Regions from separate parts of the Zea mays genome. Here region 2 is linked to region 1. The links are chromatin contacts, called in public Hi-C maps. All regions are on one chromosome and are shown on one strand. Each heading gives the region's core, a stretch centred on a gene start, on an enhancer-like site or on the middle of the called end of the contact. The rest is flanking DNA. Distances are from core to core; before and after follow the strand shown.

The links. Hi-C and Micro-C count contacts between places; a contact is called where the count stands out from the background.
Region 2: a Hi-C map of ear shows a contact between it and region 1, with 3 times the contacts expected there. The contact joins two enhancer-like sites. A contact is called at or near these places in 4 of 25 Hi-C or Micro-C datasets (bundle sheath, ear, leaf and 1 more).

What each region holds. Positions count from the first base shown.
Region 1 is chr6:24,990,472-24,997,925 of Zm-B73-REFERENCE-NAM-5.0, forward strand. It overlaps LOC100193670, which reads left to right. Exons shown (of 8, transcript NM_001138763.1): 5 at 868-957; 6 at 1,114-1,347; 7 at 1,429-1,484; 8 at 2,404-2,792. The coding sequence ends at 1,440. Among protein-coding and RNA genes, the nearest start is that of LOC100193670, 8.1 kb to the left of the region's middle. Within about 2 kb of position 4,715, at least 6 of the 20 cell types and tissues checked have an H3K27ac peak or open chromatin away from gene starts, as enhancers often do. A contact at or near this core is called in ear and tassel, where this site is marked.
Region 2 is chr6:25,605,995-25,613,448 of Zm-B73-REFERENCE-NAM-5.0, forward strand. No RefSeq gene overlaps it. Among protein-coding and RNA genes, the nearest start is that of LOC100277767, 110 kb to the left of the region's middle. Within about 2 kb of position 3,622, at least 16 of the 20 cell types and tissues checked have an H3K27ac peak or open chromatin away from gene starts, as enhancers often do. A contact at or near this core is called in ear and tassel, where this site is marked.

The sequences.
Region 1 (7,454 bases), core at 3,465-5,964:
TCTTGGTTTCAAAAAAAAAATCATTTTTTAGTTTAAACTTGAAAACCTCTAAAAGTGTGATACAATATTTCCAAACTACCGTTGTGTTTTCAATGGAGAGCAGCCTTGTTCTAGCATGGTCATCAAGTGGGTCAAGGAGGAGTCTCACATCTGGTGTAGGGCTGGAGCTAGTGGATTAGACAGCATCCTTTCCGCTCCAGCGCACTAATCGGCGACCTTCTGTTTTGGGTTTCCATGGTCATGAGTACAGGTGTTCATACTATCATTGTATTTATAGCTATCCTCTAGTGTGTGTGGGTTCGTGTGGCTTTATATGAGGTTTTTATCCTCACCTTTTCTTCTTATTATAATGATACACAGCTCTCATGCGTTTTCGAAAAAAATATTTCCAAACTACTGAGTAAGTAGCTTTTAAACTTGAAAACCTCTGAAAATGTGATGCTATATTTCCAAACTACTGAGCAAGTAGCTTCAAGGGTTGATGAGGACAATGACACGAGAAAGAGAGCTTTGACCATTGCGCTGTAGCCCTTTGATATCTCGTGTGTGTTTTGGGGTGCGGTGGTTGTGTGTACCCTTGTTGGGGAAGTGCCCCCCCCCTCCCCACACACACACAAAAACACATTTTTTTGGTTTTCCATACTGTGAACTGTTTTTTCTATCTTAATTGAAAGGCAGAGCTTCTACCGTCTCTTTAAAAAACTATTTCATAGGCTCTCTTCAATCTGCTTTTGTTTTTGCAAATTTGTGGTCGGTGCTGATGAGAACCAAAACAGCTCTTAAGTTTTCACCAAATTAACTGTTTCCACTAAATATGTCCACCTTTATTTAGTGGAATTTATCATCCCTTGCTTAAACTGTCCACAGAAACTGCAAGGGTTGATAAAGCCACCATTCAATACATTTCATGGCCGGACAAGAAAGGTTGACGCGGAAAGTCAGACTGGGCCCAATATGGTTAGCTCCCTTTACACTTATTGAACTTACATCAGGCATGCTTCTGTTCTGGTAGAGGAAATAAAGCCTATATTTAGCACAAAATGTGTACATGTGCAACTGTGTACCTGTGTCTTAATAGTTGAATAACGTTCCATATTTGCTTCTTCTGTTTAGGATGGCAAAGAGGTTGTGTTGCATTCAATAGTTTGGCCACATACTCCAGTAGGCAAGGCTATTCTTCAGAGCAGTTCGCCGTCTACAATAGTAGGTGGCGTGAGAATTGGAACTGAATGTTGTAAGGTTTTTTTGAGTGAGGTGTTAAAAAGCGATGCTCCACTGTTTCGGCAAAATGGGGAGATGAAGATGTTTGATGCACTTAAGTGTTCAATTGCATGGCCAAATACCCTAGTAATATCTTGAATTCCTCTAGTTATTATAGATTATTTTATTGCCACATAAGTAAAGAAGCAAAAAAACATTTATTTTCAGGTCCAAAGATAATACCATTGCTAGCAAGGCAGTACCTGACCGACCGTATCATCAAGGTACCATAACTGCTAGTTGTTGGTTTATACTTTATACCTTATGAAACTCGTGCTCTCGAAAAATAACACATGAAATTTTATTGTAATCTCACTCGTTGATCATCTATATATTGTAATTGGTTGAAGGTTAAACCTTTTGAACAATGTCCAAAATGCAACATCCAGCGTATCTTATTGGACTCGCAAACATGCTCTAGTTTAGTGATTAGTTTGTTTTGATGGGATGCCTTTCTCAAGTTGTTGAGATAGAAACTTAATTGTGCCTGTTGTCCAATTTTGCATTATAGATAGGAACAACAATCAAGCCTTTTTTTATGATAGATAGGAAGAACTACAAAGTGATTAATTTGGGCTGATCTGTTCATGAAACAATGCTAAGTTGCAGCTAAAAGCTTTAACATCAGTTTTTATGTTCAGGAAATCAAAATTAATTTCTGAAAAATTACATGGAACTATGATTTTCTTGGTGTCTCTGACAATTGCTTCAAGATGGAATGCATAAGCTCCATCAACGGCCATTTGTAAGTAGATCGATACCATAAGGATGCTTACAAAGTGTGTGTTTCTCTTAGTTTACCTGAGGGTGTGTGGGGTGCGTGTTTGTATGGCCATTTTGGCCTTCTCTTCTTTCTTGATGCAATGATACACAGTTCTGCGTAGTTCTGCGTATTCGAGAAAACATAAGGATGCTTAGTTAACGTGCTGATCCTTTACAGCATGCAATGAAAGCTCTTATTGGGTGCTACATATTGTTTGGTGTGTACTCAGTAGTGTGTTTTTTGTGGGAACATACAGTAGTATCATCAAATTTTATATGACGTCACTTTGTATATATTTTTGATATAAATTACAGTCTGTTGATATCTTTTTAGTGCAGTAGACAATTAATTATTATTTTCCATTTTCGTGTGTTATATAGGTCATCGACAAAGCTCGTTCGGCAACTGAATGGTGATGTGTCATTTTGCACATAACGTGGATGCCAATAGTAATATTATGATTTTGATCTTCAAACACAACACATACTTTTGGTATAGGATGTTCTAAGGAAAAAACGTCTCAAGTTGCATGTAACGAGTCTGTTTTGGCTTTTGTTCATATATGGGTGACAATGTGTGGTGTTACTAGACCACTGTTTGGTCAATTGGAGTAACAAATCTAGTGATCTCTCTTGTTATAGTGATCTCTCTTGTTAGAGTTACTGTGGTTGTATTGTAGTGGCCTCTTTGTGTAATGGGCTTAGGTCTAACAATTCTATTATAAATATGTCACCAACCCTAGTTAGGGTTATGGGTGGCAATGGGACCCAATCCTCGATTCTTCGTGGGAAATTAATCTATTAGAGGATGGAGAACTTTCTTTCCATACGGAAATGTAAATGGGAAAAAATCGTCCCTGATAGGTAAATAGGGATGGAGATGGGGAAGCATTTTCCATCATCATTCCCTGCGAGACTCGTTAAATTTGCACGTGACAATGTTTTTATATATAGTTAATGATAAAAATAAATAATTATCTTACCAAGAGATCACTCCTTATACAAATTTGTTCATTTTGATATATATATACTGATTTCTTACATCTGAGAATGTGTATAAATGACAATATTTTGAATTAATAACAAAGGAACTACATACTTAGGGTTAGGCTTTTCAGTCTAATATGGTATCTACAACTATGTTTAACCTTCTTCCCCACCCGAGCCCCAACTGTAGCCATCGGCTATAGTAACTCGTCGGCGTCCGCAGGTCACGCCCTCGACGTGCTAGGCTCCATGGTCGGTGTCATCTGCTGTCCACGCCCCCGACGCGCAAAGTTCGCTCCCTCGCCTAATTGCCTGTGTCGACCTCTAACGCGTCTAGCGCCGTCGCGGGTCGAGCCGCAACTCTGTTCCCCTGTCCACGCTCGACCTCGAGCCATGTCTGCTCCTCCGTCTGCGCCCTTCCTCCACCATGTCTAGGAGCCGCCGAGTTGTCGTGCCTCCACACCGTCGTGTCCTTGGCAACAACACACCCCTCCCTCCTCTCTCCCATGGCAACCTCGTCTTGGGCGGCCATCGCCGACTACGTCTCCATCATGAATGCACCATCGCCCAGGTTCTCTGCTCTGTAGCTGCCACTAGGCGTCTCTGCGCCGCTGTTGTCGGTCACATCTGTCGTGGACCCGTCGCCACTTACCATTGTCGTTGTCGGGTCCGGCGACATCACCCCCACCGGCATTGGTGCCTCGACAGCACCCGCCTCCCTCGCCGCCCTCTACATGGCCGCACTACGGGAGGTCGCGCCCGTGACACATGTGCCTCTGCTCGATGCTGCTGCCTATCATGCCGAGCTTTCTGGCCCCACACTTTCCCCACATGGGTATGGGAGTGGTCACCGCCTTAGTTGATGGATCTTCTCCTCTCGCGAGGGGCGGGGGGGTTGGCACGCTCTTGTCACCGGTGTACAGTCACCAGTCGACGATCACCACCTCTCAGCGTCGTGCCCCCATCGCTGCCCTTGCGGCCGCTTGCCAGCTTGCGCAGGCGACTGCCCGTGCCTAAGAGCAGGAGCATGTGTCTGTTGACACCCTCGAGTGTTAGCTCGTCGTGCCCATCCACTCGCTTGAGAGCGTCCCGGGCACTGACTCCCACTCCGTGCACGACATCGACGACGAGGCTGTTTTTCTCACCCTTGACATGCCGGTTATCGTCAGCCTTCATGCACAGGCGGCAAGATTCCCCAGCATACGAGCACTTGTCTCCATCATCCTCGACCCAGAATCGGCTCAGCACTCGCTAGCGCGACCAAGCCCTGTGACTCTCCACGGCTACGTCTTCGACGACCACATCCTCGTCGATGCAGCTGTGCCGACGCAGGTCTGATGTCGGATGGACAACGTGGTCCTCTCCTGGATCCTCGACCCCCTCACAGTCGAGATGCAGGACATCGTCCGGGTGCGGGGGAGGGGGTTGGAACCGCTCGCTAGGCCTGTGTTGCTTTAGAGGCGCAGTTCCTCGGCAACCTTAGGTCCGGATCCTCCATGGACACCACCTTTCGCTAGCTTGTCTAGGGGGATCTCACCGTCACTGAGTACTACTGACAGATGAATACCAGGGCGAAGACCCTCCACGACCTTGGCTCTCTAGTCATGGATGAGACGCTCGTTATCAACCTCCTGCATGGGCTCAATCTCTTGCTTGAGGAACTCACATCTGCGGTTGTTACCATCGCTGACGCCGTGACAACCCTCTACAGTGGCAAATGTGGGGGCAGGCCCAACGGGCCTCTCCTGCTGCCTCTGGGGGTGTGCCCTCTCATCTGAGTGCGAACCCATCGTCCTTTGGTGCTCCTCGTCTAGCTGCCAACTCCAGCGGTGGTGGTCGTCGTCGCTAGGATGATCGTGGTCGTGGCGGTGGTGCACCGACGGCCCATGGCAGTAGCTCGTGGCTTTTTGTTGAGAACCAAATGTGACTGAGCGGACGGTCCATACTGTACGTCGTAGTGGGGCAAACTGTGTAGAATCAGTTAGGCTTCTAGATTTCTTGTGGGATTTGTTAGCAAAACCTGTGGGATTAACTCGAGAACCGACTTGTAACGGGTCCAGACATCAGTTTTACACTCTGCATAGGTTGTACCCTGTACCCACAAGTCATGTATCCCATGTCGTCAGGGTTTGCAAGGCCCTTAGACACTACCGAGGTGAATGGCTAGGGATCCACTACGAGGCCTTTACAAAGTTCCACTAGCTTCCAAAAACCCGCTACAGTTTATAGGGAGAGCACTTGCAAGAATCCCTCGTCTGACCGCCATCGCAGCAAAATCAACCCGAGAACCTCCTTGCATGCAACTCCCCTAATGCCCTTGCCCCTTTCGAGTAAGGTAGTCTTCCACTAGCTTTCCTAATTAGTTAGCCAAGTGGTCCCATTCCTCCCTTGTGGTGGCACGTTTTCCCTGGTGGTTCTCCATGTTCCCATTAACATAATGGTCTTATCATGAACATAAATAACATAACAGAATAATTGGAACATGGATGTAATGAAATATTAACCCAAAACCATGTAAAGCAATAGCATAACTACCCAAATGATTCAGGGGTAAACAAGGGAAAAATGATAAACACACTAGGGTGACCTATTGGGTCCCATCAAAATTAACCTATGCAGATCATTATAATTAATAAGAACATGACTGGGTAAAAAGGAAGTGATCAAGGGCACAACTTGCCTCGCACTTGAGATTCCAGGTACCAGGATGATTCTTCAGATCCTCGAAACCTCACTGCTAGTCGCAACAATACAAATAAACACGGTATATATAAAATTAACATCACACCAAATATAAGTACAAACTGAATAATAATGATCTACGCGAAGCTACGAGATCGCAGGTTTGAGAACCACTAAAATCGGAGTTACGATTAAGGAGTTATGATTTTATAGAAGATCTATGTGATTAAAATATCAATCTATATTATGAATTGGTTAGTGTAAATTATATGAGAGGTTATTCTATAAATAATTATCTCCACCTTAATCTAAATCATTATTTGATTAAATATCATCTGATCATATCCATAAGATGAGATTAATATTAAGGCAGTTAATCCTATTAGTTACATATTTATAAAAGTAGGGGATATCATATAACAAGTGTTGCTACTGCGTGGTAAATATTTATACGATGCTAACACAACTGGAACGGGTCGATTCGGAGTTATAGATTTTAAGTTATGAATTTCTAAAGATTTTATGTGTTTTGTACAAGATCAAATAGGATATAAATTTTAATGTGAATTTCATGTAAAAATAGTGGCACTAATTGATAAACAATAATATTATAAAATTATACAAATTGGAATGGATTAATTTGGACCTCATATAAATTTTATATGAATTAAACAAATTCTAACAATTATTTTCACATTAAAAATCATTTTCTATTTACTTTTTCTGGTTTTTTCTAATTCCTGGACCGGGCGCATAAAAACCAGAGAGTGCAGGGGGCTCGGTGTAACTCTTCCCAAGACTCAGTTTACCCACGTAGTGGACCGCGGGTTAATTACTGGATTCTACAAGGGCTCTTTTACAAAATCAATCGGCGAAGGGGTATCGGACGGGCTGAGCCGTCCGATCATGACCGCACAGATCTAATTAGTCGCGCCTGAACTGGTACGCAAGCATGTCCATCAGATCAAGATCTAAGGGTCCAAAACTAATAAAGGCCAACCTATCCACACACCTCCGATCTAGATCGGACAGTCCAACCACCACGACCGAATCGGTATCAAACGCATCTGATCACGACCGTTTATTCACCGATCTACAGTCAGCGCGCTTCTCTTTCTCACCCGATCCTGACCACAGCGGCACAGCAGGTACTCGTGGCGGAGAGCTCACCGGAGCAATGCCCACCCGCGCCCCAAAGCACATCTCCCAAATCTGAAAGGTGCTACACGTCGATGGGCCAAAAGGAAATAGCAGGGGGAAGCTCATACCGAGTTTAGCACGGTGGGGAAAGCTGACCACGAGCGATGGCAGATGGCGGCGATCCACCGGTTCTGGCGAGCAATTCGCCGCGCGACGATGGCTCACGAGCCCGATTGCCCACCCGCTCGCGATCCACACAGAACGGAGATCCCCATAGTCAACTCCTCGGCCAACGAGCGACACTAGGCGCGGAATGAGCACACGACGGCGAGGTTTGGCTTCCTTTTCCCCCCGCGATTCTGGCATGCGCGACGAAATAGCCTGGTGATCTATGGTGGCGGCGCTTGGATGGGATGCGAGAAAAGCCATGGTGCTTCGGTTCTTATACTCCGGTTCGGTGGGAACGGCCTGCCCGGTCTTTGCGGTGATCCTGGCTGTGCGGACGTGCCACCGTTGGCGAGATCCGCGGAGAAGAAAGCACCCCGACAGAACGGGCCCGCACGGGAGTGAGAGGCACGTGTTTGACCCAGGGACCCACGCAGCAGAGATATAGGGCGGAAAGC
Region 2 (7,454 bases), core at 2,372-4,871, 610 kb after region 1:
ACAAGCATGCTTAACTTAGCGGTTCTTTCGAGATAGGCTTCCGAAAAAGAAGATGCACCTTGTTGGTATGGATACTATATTAATTCTATTAAGATTTGTCCCAGAATTTAAGTGAGTAATGGGGAGAGGGTTATCAGTTTTGATGATGTGTTAAGTATGGGTGTAATTTGTTTGGTGGATTTAGTGGAGGTCATGGGTGTAATTACTGAACGTTTCATCAATAATTACCAAATGTTCTTCACTACTTAAGTGATAAATTACCGAATGTTTCGTTACTAATAATTTTTGAAATTGAATGATGAATGACTATGAATGACTGAAAGAGCATAATGTGAGTACTTACTGAGCCGCTGAAGTGATAAATTATTAAATGTTTCGTTTTTTTGCACTAACAATTTATTGTGCTTGCTAATAATTACTAAAATTGATTAATGAATGACTGAAAGAGCACAAATTATTTAAATAAAGATGTTGTGGCGTATGAGTGAGTACAAGAACTGGTAGTGGATTGCGGATCTGAAATAGTTTGGCGGGTTGGGTAGTTCGTTTGTGGGGTGTTAGACTGGACAAATGGGCTTGGTGAAGCTGATATATACACATGTAGGTAGATAATGTTAGGCTGTCTCCAGCAACGTCCTCTATATACATCCTCTATATCCGTCATTTAGAGTCTTCTCTAAAAGATTATATCCTCTATATCTCCTTTCTCTCCAACAACGTCCTCTAAATCACGTCCTCTATGCTCAAATATCTATATTAGAGACATTTTTTATTTTTATTTTTTGTACATACGTATTTGTCATACTCTCAAATGTATTGTACATATTTTAGTTTTACTAAACCGGTTATTTAAAGTATTCAAATGGATAGATGATCGTTTAGAGAAACTATATATATACAGAATTCAGCAGCGTCCTCTAAATTTAGAGGACCGTTTAGAGGACATTGCTGGATAGCGTAGAGGACCATTTGATCCTCTATATTTTAGAGTACATAACCTTTTAGAGTTTCTTGCTGGAGCTAGCCTTGTATCGGAGACCGAATGAAATCCATGAAAACAATAGAGAGCCAACTAGCTAATGGCATCTTCTTGAGGGCCAAGGTTGCAACGCTATCGAGATGGGCCAACTAGCTAATGGCATGCATGCGCACTGAAGGGGACGACTGGGCTGAACTCGTGAAATATATATGATGCATGGGGCTGAGAATGCATTGATAATAATTGATGGACGCATGCACACCGGACGGTGGCATATATTTTTGCGTGTAAGTGTAACACGAGACGACAAAGTGAGTAGCTATAGCCAGGGCCAGGGGTCGGACATAAAACGTTTCAACGTTTTATAAAGAAGAACGTATCCACAGTACAAATTATTTTCACTAAATCCACTATAGAATATATTTGTTGATATTGCATAAATTTGATATTGTAATTATTAATATACTTTCTAGATCCTCTATAAAAACTTCTGAAAGTAGTATAAAAAGCATAATGACCTATATTTTTGAACGGAGTAAATACCAACCTATTATATTATATTAATCATATATATGCACCGTCCTGCAGTACTATAGTACCTAGTACGCGGGCGTTTATATTGTTGCCATTGCATTGTCTCACTACTCTCATGCACGTTTATATCAATTGGTGGACAAGTTGAGCAATGCCCGATGCATCGTCTCTTTTCATGGTCGAACCTCAAGTAGCACATCTTCGTGGCCAGTTGTCCCCCCTGCTACCAATCCCAAAGCTAATTGTGCCAAATACCTGAGTTTGTTACCACCACTGGCACTTCCTTCGCTCAGCAGTCCATCTCCATCGATTTTGTGGAAGCTCTACAAATGTCCGAGCGTACAATCATGTTCTGATGGTTGTGGATAGATTCTCTAATTTTACTTAATTCCTGTCACTTAACGTGGTCGCCAGCAGGTTATCCATCCTATCTCTTATCCTATCTTCTATTTTAAACTTCACTATATAAACTGTGAAGTCTACAGTGCAAAACAGTGTTTTGCACGACCATTTGTACGATCTATTGGAGACAGTCTAAGCATCTATTCGTTGCTTTTGGAGTGGCACAATCGTTCATGCAACAAGTTTACAGACTTTATGGGCTTCCTGACTCCATTGTCTCGGACTGTGACAAGATATTTCTCACCAAATTATGCCAGGAATTGTTCAAGCTAGCTGGTGCCACTCTAAAGATGAGATCGTATTACCTTCCGCGGACTGATGCACAATCCATAGGCCGACACAAAAATAGAGCGGGTTAGGTGGAGTTTGGATCCACGTAACTAAAAGGTGTGTTTGGTTGAGTAGATGAGAATGGAGTGGTTCTATTCCTATTTTCTAGATGCTTAGTTTCCAACAAAAGATAAGCGAGGTGGCTCCTGGAGTCTTAATATGAAAATTTACCATAAATAGTATCTGCGCTCATCTCTCTCCTCCTCTCTACACTCATATGACTCCCTAATCAAACAAAGAACGGAGTATCTGCGCTCTATTCTACTATTCAACTAAACAAAAAATGAAGCGGCTCTGTTCTACTTGCCAAACGCAGAATAGAATTGCTATATTCTCAAAAGCTAGAATGAAGTCGTTCCATTCTAGTTAACTCTACAACCAAACACACCCTTAGTCCCGTCATATCTAATGTTTAGATGTTAGTTATAAGTATTAAATATAACCTAGTTACAAAATTAATTACATAGATAAGGGCTAAGTGACAAGACAAACCTATTAATCCTAATTAATCCATGAATCACCCATGTGATGTTACTTACCGTAAATATTTGGTAACCATAAATTAATTAGGGTTAATAAATTCATCTCGCCGTTAAATCTTCATATGTATGATTAGTTTTGTCATTAAACTATGTATAATACTCGTAACTATCATTGTAATATCCACGGTGACATGGACTAAACTTTTGTTAGGGGGAAAGCTGCTCCGTAGAAATGGTACCATTGGCTGTAGTTGGCGGAATTCTGGTGCAATTCTAGTAATCTAGTTGGCATTCAGCTCCCAAATCGTTTCCCGTTTGAGGCTCTTTTTGGTGCCCGTTCGTATGCTGCTTGTCCTTCGCTGGCAGGCTGGCACTCGCGGACTGCTTGAGGAGAAGCACAGGCCGGTGATGCAGAACTTGATTCAGCAGCATCTCTTGCGAGCTCTTTGAGTCAATGAAAAACTTGCTTTGAAGTTGTTTGAGTCGTTTCAAATTCAGTCTCGCATTGGACCGGTCACTTACAATACAAGCTCGAACTGCCCAAACACTCTCAGGTCCATCCGGTTTTCCATGTCTCCCAGCAGCAAGCTATTCATTCCCGTGTCTCAGAACTGTTGCCGAATTGCCCTACATCATTGGATGGCCACGAAATTAATTCCAGAACAGGAATTGCAGCATCGTGTATTTGCATGAGGCAACAGTGTCTCCTTGCAGGGTTTGATAAAGTGGTCGGGGCGTCTGCCGCGTTCCTAGGCGACATGGGAGGATTTGGAGGCGTTGCCATGCTGCTTTCCCAAGGCACCCTGGTGCTTCAGGGCAAGCAGGATGGATATAAAGGGGGAGAGACCGTTGTCCTGGGCCAGACCTCTGTAGACGGAACACCAGAAGTAAATGGGCTGGACACTGAAGCCCATCGGGTAACAGCACTTGGCCCAAGAGTTCCAGGCATCAGTGGGCTTGTAGAGAGTGATCCCAGGAAGTACGACTTGTGATGAAAGAGAACAATGTATTGAACAACCGAATTCCTACCTGTTCTGCCCTCCTATCTTCATATCTTGCTTGCATGCGTTTCCTCCTTCCATATTGAATATGACCTGAATTCTGTTGTGATAATTAGTTGATTTGTTTCCGTATTGCAGCGAGATATTTTATAAGTCACATGGAAAGAGAGATGATTTAATGTATTTTCAACTCTCCTTGTATATTTACTTTATTTGCTAACAAGTGACACCAGAGCTAGACATGAGTTGGAAAAAAAAAATCTAGCGTTTTGATTGACATGCATATTCATCGTTCCATCACATGTGTTTGCAAATGGTGTTGTCGAGAGATAGAGTTAATTTCGGAAGATACATGCATATTCTGTCGATCCCATATCTATATCTTGTAAGTCACATTGGAAGAGACATGGCTCGTTATATTGTTTGATCCATATTTGGATTATTCCCTAACACTCAAATCAAACTTCTAGTCTCTTAGCAGATTATGGCATGTCTTATCTTTGACACATCGTCGCAGCTAACACCTTTATGTTTCTATTATTTGCAAGGATTGATTCTTCTACTAACTAACTAACTAACTAATGAAGAGAAACTTCAAAGTTGATCTAGTACTAGCTGTGAATAATGCCTTGTGTCGGTCTGCCCAAACTTCCCCGTCTTAAAAATCGGACAGGATGTGTGTTGCTGCAGAGCATGGACCAGGACTGCATCCACATCCACGACAATCCGCTGTCGCAACTGACGTCACCAAAGTAGCCAAGCCACGTGAGAAGTGCCTTGACGTCTGTGCTCACCCGGCGCAAGTGGCCAGTAAAAACAAGTACAGTCAGACGAAAGATGATTGCACGAATAATCTTCAGACAAGATCTGGAGTGGGCCGATCGGGTCTGCCATTAGTGCATCCAGGGGGGCCCCACCCATCAAAGCACCTGGATCTGCCTGCCTGTAACTCTCTGCTGCCCACTGGACTGGACCAACAAAGACTTCTCTTGCGTAGTCTTGCAAAATACAAATGAATCCCCTCCCATACTGAAAAGAGAGATGATGTTGAGGATAGAACTGCGACGAGAACGCTGGTTCATCCTGAGCTCTCAATAATATAAATGGACCACATGCATTTTGGGTGTCAAGCCCACAAGCACTCTGTTGGTGTCAATCTGGACGCCAATCACTGTAAGGTATATGGATGGCAGTGTTCTCTGCGACAACACAGACGGTCCGTGGTCTAGAGTCGGACGATCCACGACATGAGGCAGGAGCGGGATCTTCTCAGTGCGGAAGCCGGACGGTCCGCTTTTGGTAGTGGAACGGTCCGCGTGTGCGCAGAATCGACGACATTCACCAACGACATCTGGATCTAATCCCATTAGTGAAGAGAGATTCTAGGGTTTGTTTTGTTATCGGCAGGTTACACAAGACGACTTACAGCTACAAAATGGACCACATGCATTTTGGGTGTCAAGCCCACAAGGACTGTTGTGTTCTAATCTGAATCGATTCAGTGCAGAGTGACGTGATGTCGAGTATAAATTATACGGATTAGTTCGTAAAGCACTAGCAATAGGCTTTGCTGAAAAATAAACATATCACAGTGGAGGTCCTGCCACAAAAGGGTGTTTGTTCCAATAGGTATCCAGCGCGGACAGCACCGAATTAGTCTTGGAATTTATGCGTATCCATTTCTCCGTGTAGCACTCATTGGAAAGATTGATTCAGTAGTGATGTGACCTACGTATATCTTGGGTGAGTACAAACTGGTAAAAAGTATACGAATTTTTCAAAACATATTAACCGGTGAGTTCAAAGATATTTTGTACTGCATTTTTTAGATCATAGTTTCTCTTTGTTATGCACATTTTGGTTCGCAACAAAAACTGAATTTCTAGGTGAGCTAGGAATTTTCTAAGTACTAGTTTGGAAATTTCATTTTTTTCCAAGGGATTCCTATTTTCCTAAGGGAAAATGAACTAATTTTACTTGGGAAAATGAAAATCCTTTTGCAAAAATAAGGTTACCAAACTAGTCCTAAATGTTGCAATTTGTCGGTTCAATATGGTGGGCTATATTCACTAGTTTACGGTGGGTTCCACTTTTTAGAGCCTGTATCAATTATCGCGCGCGAGCGGTAATAAACTGGTTGGCCCGATTAAAGAATCGTGAGTAGAAACACATTTTCACTGCTGGTTTTCTTAACACAGCCGTCAATGAAAACCGTCCATTTCCACTAGCTGTTGTTGTAATGGAAGCGCTAGTGGAAACTAGATTATCACTGGCGGTTCAATTACAACAACCGCTAGTGGAAATGTGTTTGCACCGACGGTTGCTTATTCCAACCGTATGTGACCTTTATTGTGTAAATACTTGTTCTTCCTCCTCGATCAGTACTGTTTCTCGTAGCCACCTTCCATTGTAGATTTCACAAAATACAACGGGGTTTGATCTTCATTTTTGGAAAGAGGTTGCTAAGAAAAGTTGGTTTATGTTTCTCTTGCCAATTTTTGTTCATTCTAGTTCAATTTTAGCCACATTTTGGACCTAAGATTTAACTATATGTGGGAGAGAAGACTATAGCTAGGTTATTTTCTGTATTTCATCCAATTAGGTTGCTTAAGATGGTTACATTTTGTCTCTCGTCTTTCCCTTTACATGTTTAGTTCTCAACTTAGTTTATCCATGTTATATTTTAGTTGTTTAATGAATGGTGCATGTGTTTTTATGGAGAGATAGAGGAAGATAGGTTTGATAATTAAGATTTTTTATTAGTTGCTATAAAGGTTGGTTTAATTATGTTTCTCTTGCCAAATTTATTCATTTTTGCTCAATTTTAGCCACATTTTGGAACTAGGCTTTCACCATGTGTTAGAAAGCTTAGTATAGCTAGTTTTTTTTATTTATTTATTTAAATGAGGTTGCTTAAAATGGTTAGATATTGTCTCTCCTCTCTCTCCTTTTCATGTTTAGTTCAAGGTTTAGTTTCTCCACATTTTTTGTTTATTAGTTACTAGGAAAGTGTAAAACCCTGAATTTAGGGTATAAAATTTCTTTTCTGATATCCACCAAATTCAGATATTACCCTGTCTTTCCTTTGACTTTCTATGTAAGTGTCAGGTGTTAATAAAACCATAAGGGAATCCTGGTTGATGCATCATGCTGGAGCACATGTGTATATTTTGACCGATGAGTGATTTAATTTGAGTGTTCTTTTAATTGATAGTTGGTGCTTGATGTTGAACTCAAGTAGTAGGAAAAAGAAATAGGAAAAAGAAAGGACGTAAATTTAAAAGGAAAATTCCCCCATCAGCCCACCCCTTTTTTCCCAGCCAGGCCACCCCAACCTAGGCTCCACTCTCACGCTTGACCCACTCTGCACTAGGCTCACATGCCCTTCGCGCTCTCGCGACTCAGTCGCGGCTTAGCCACAGCCCAGCCCCACTCGCGTGGCTCGCTTCACTGCTCGGCATTGCATTCGAGTGTGTGCCCTAGTCGACCGCCTCACCCGTTCTTGCTCCGGCGCTATAGATGTCCAAACGGGATAGGCTACCCGGTAAACCCGTAAACCAACACAATTTTGGCATGGCCCAAACATGACCCGACACGGTGGTTACCGAGCTCGTGCCGGCCCGACCCGATTACCGGGCTGTGCCTGAGCCCAAGGTGTGACATGGCGGGCTCGGCCCAGCATGGCCTATTTTTATGTTTTCCTATTTTTTAAATTGAAATATCTAT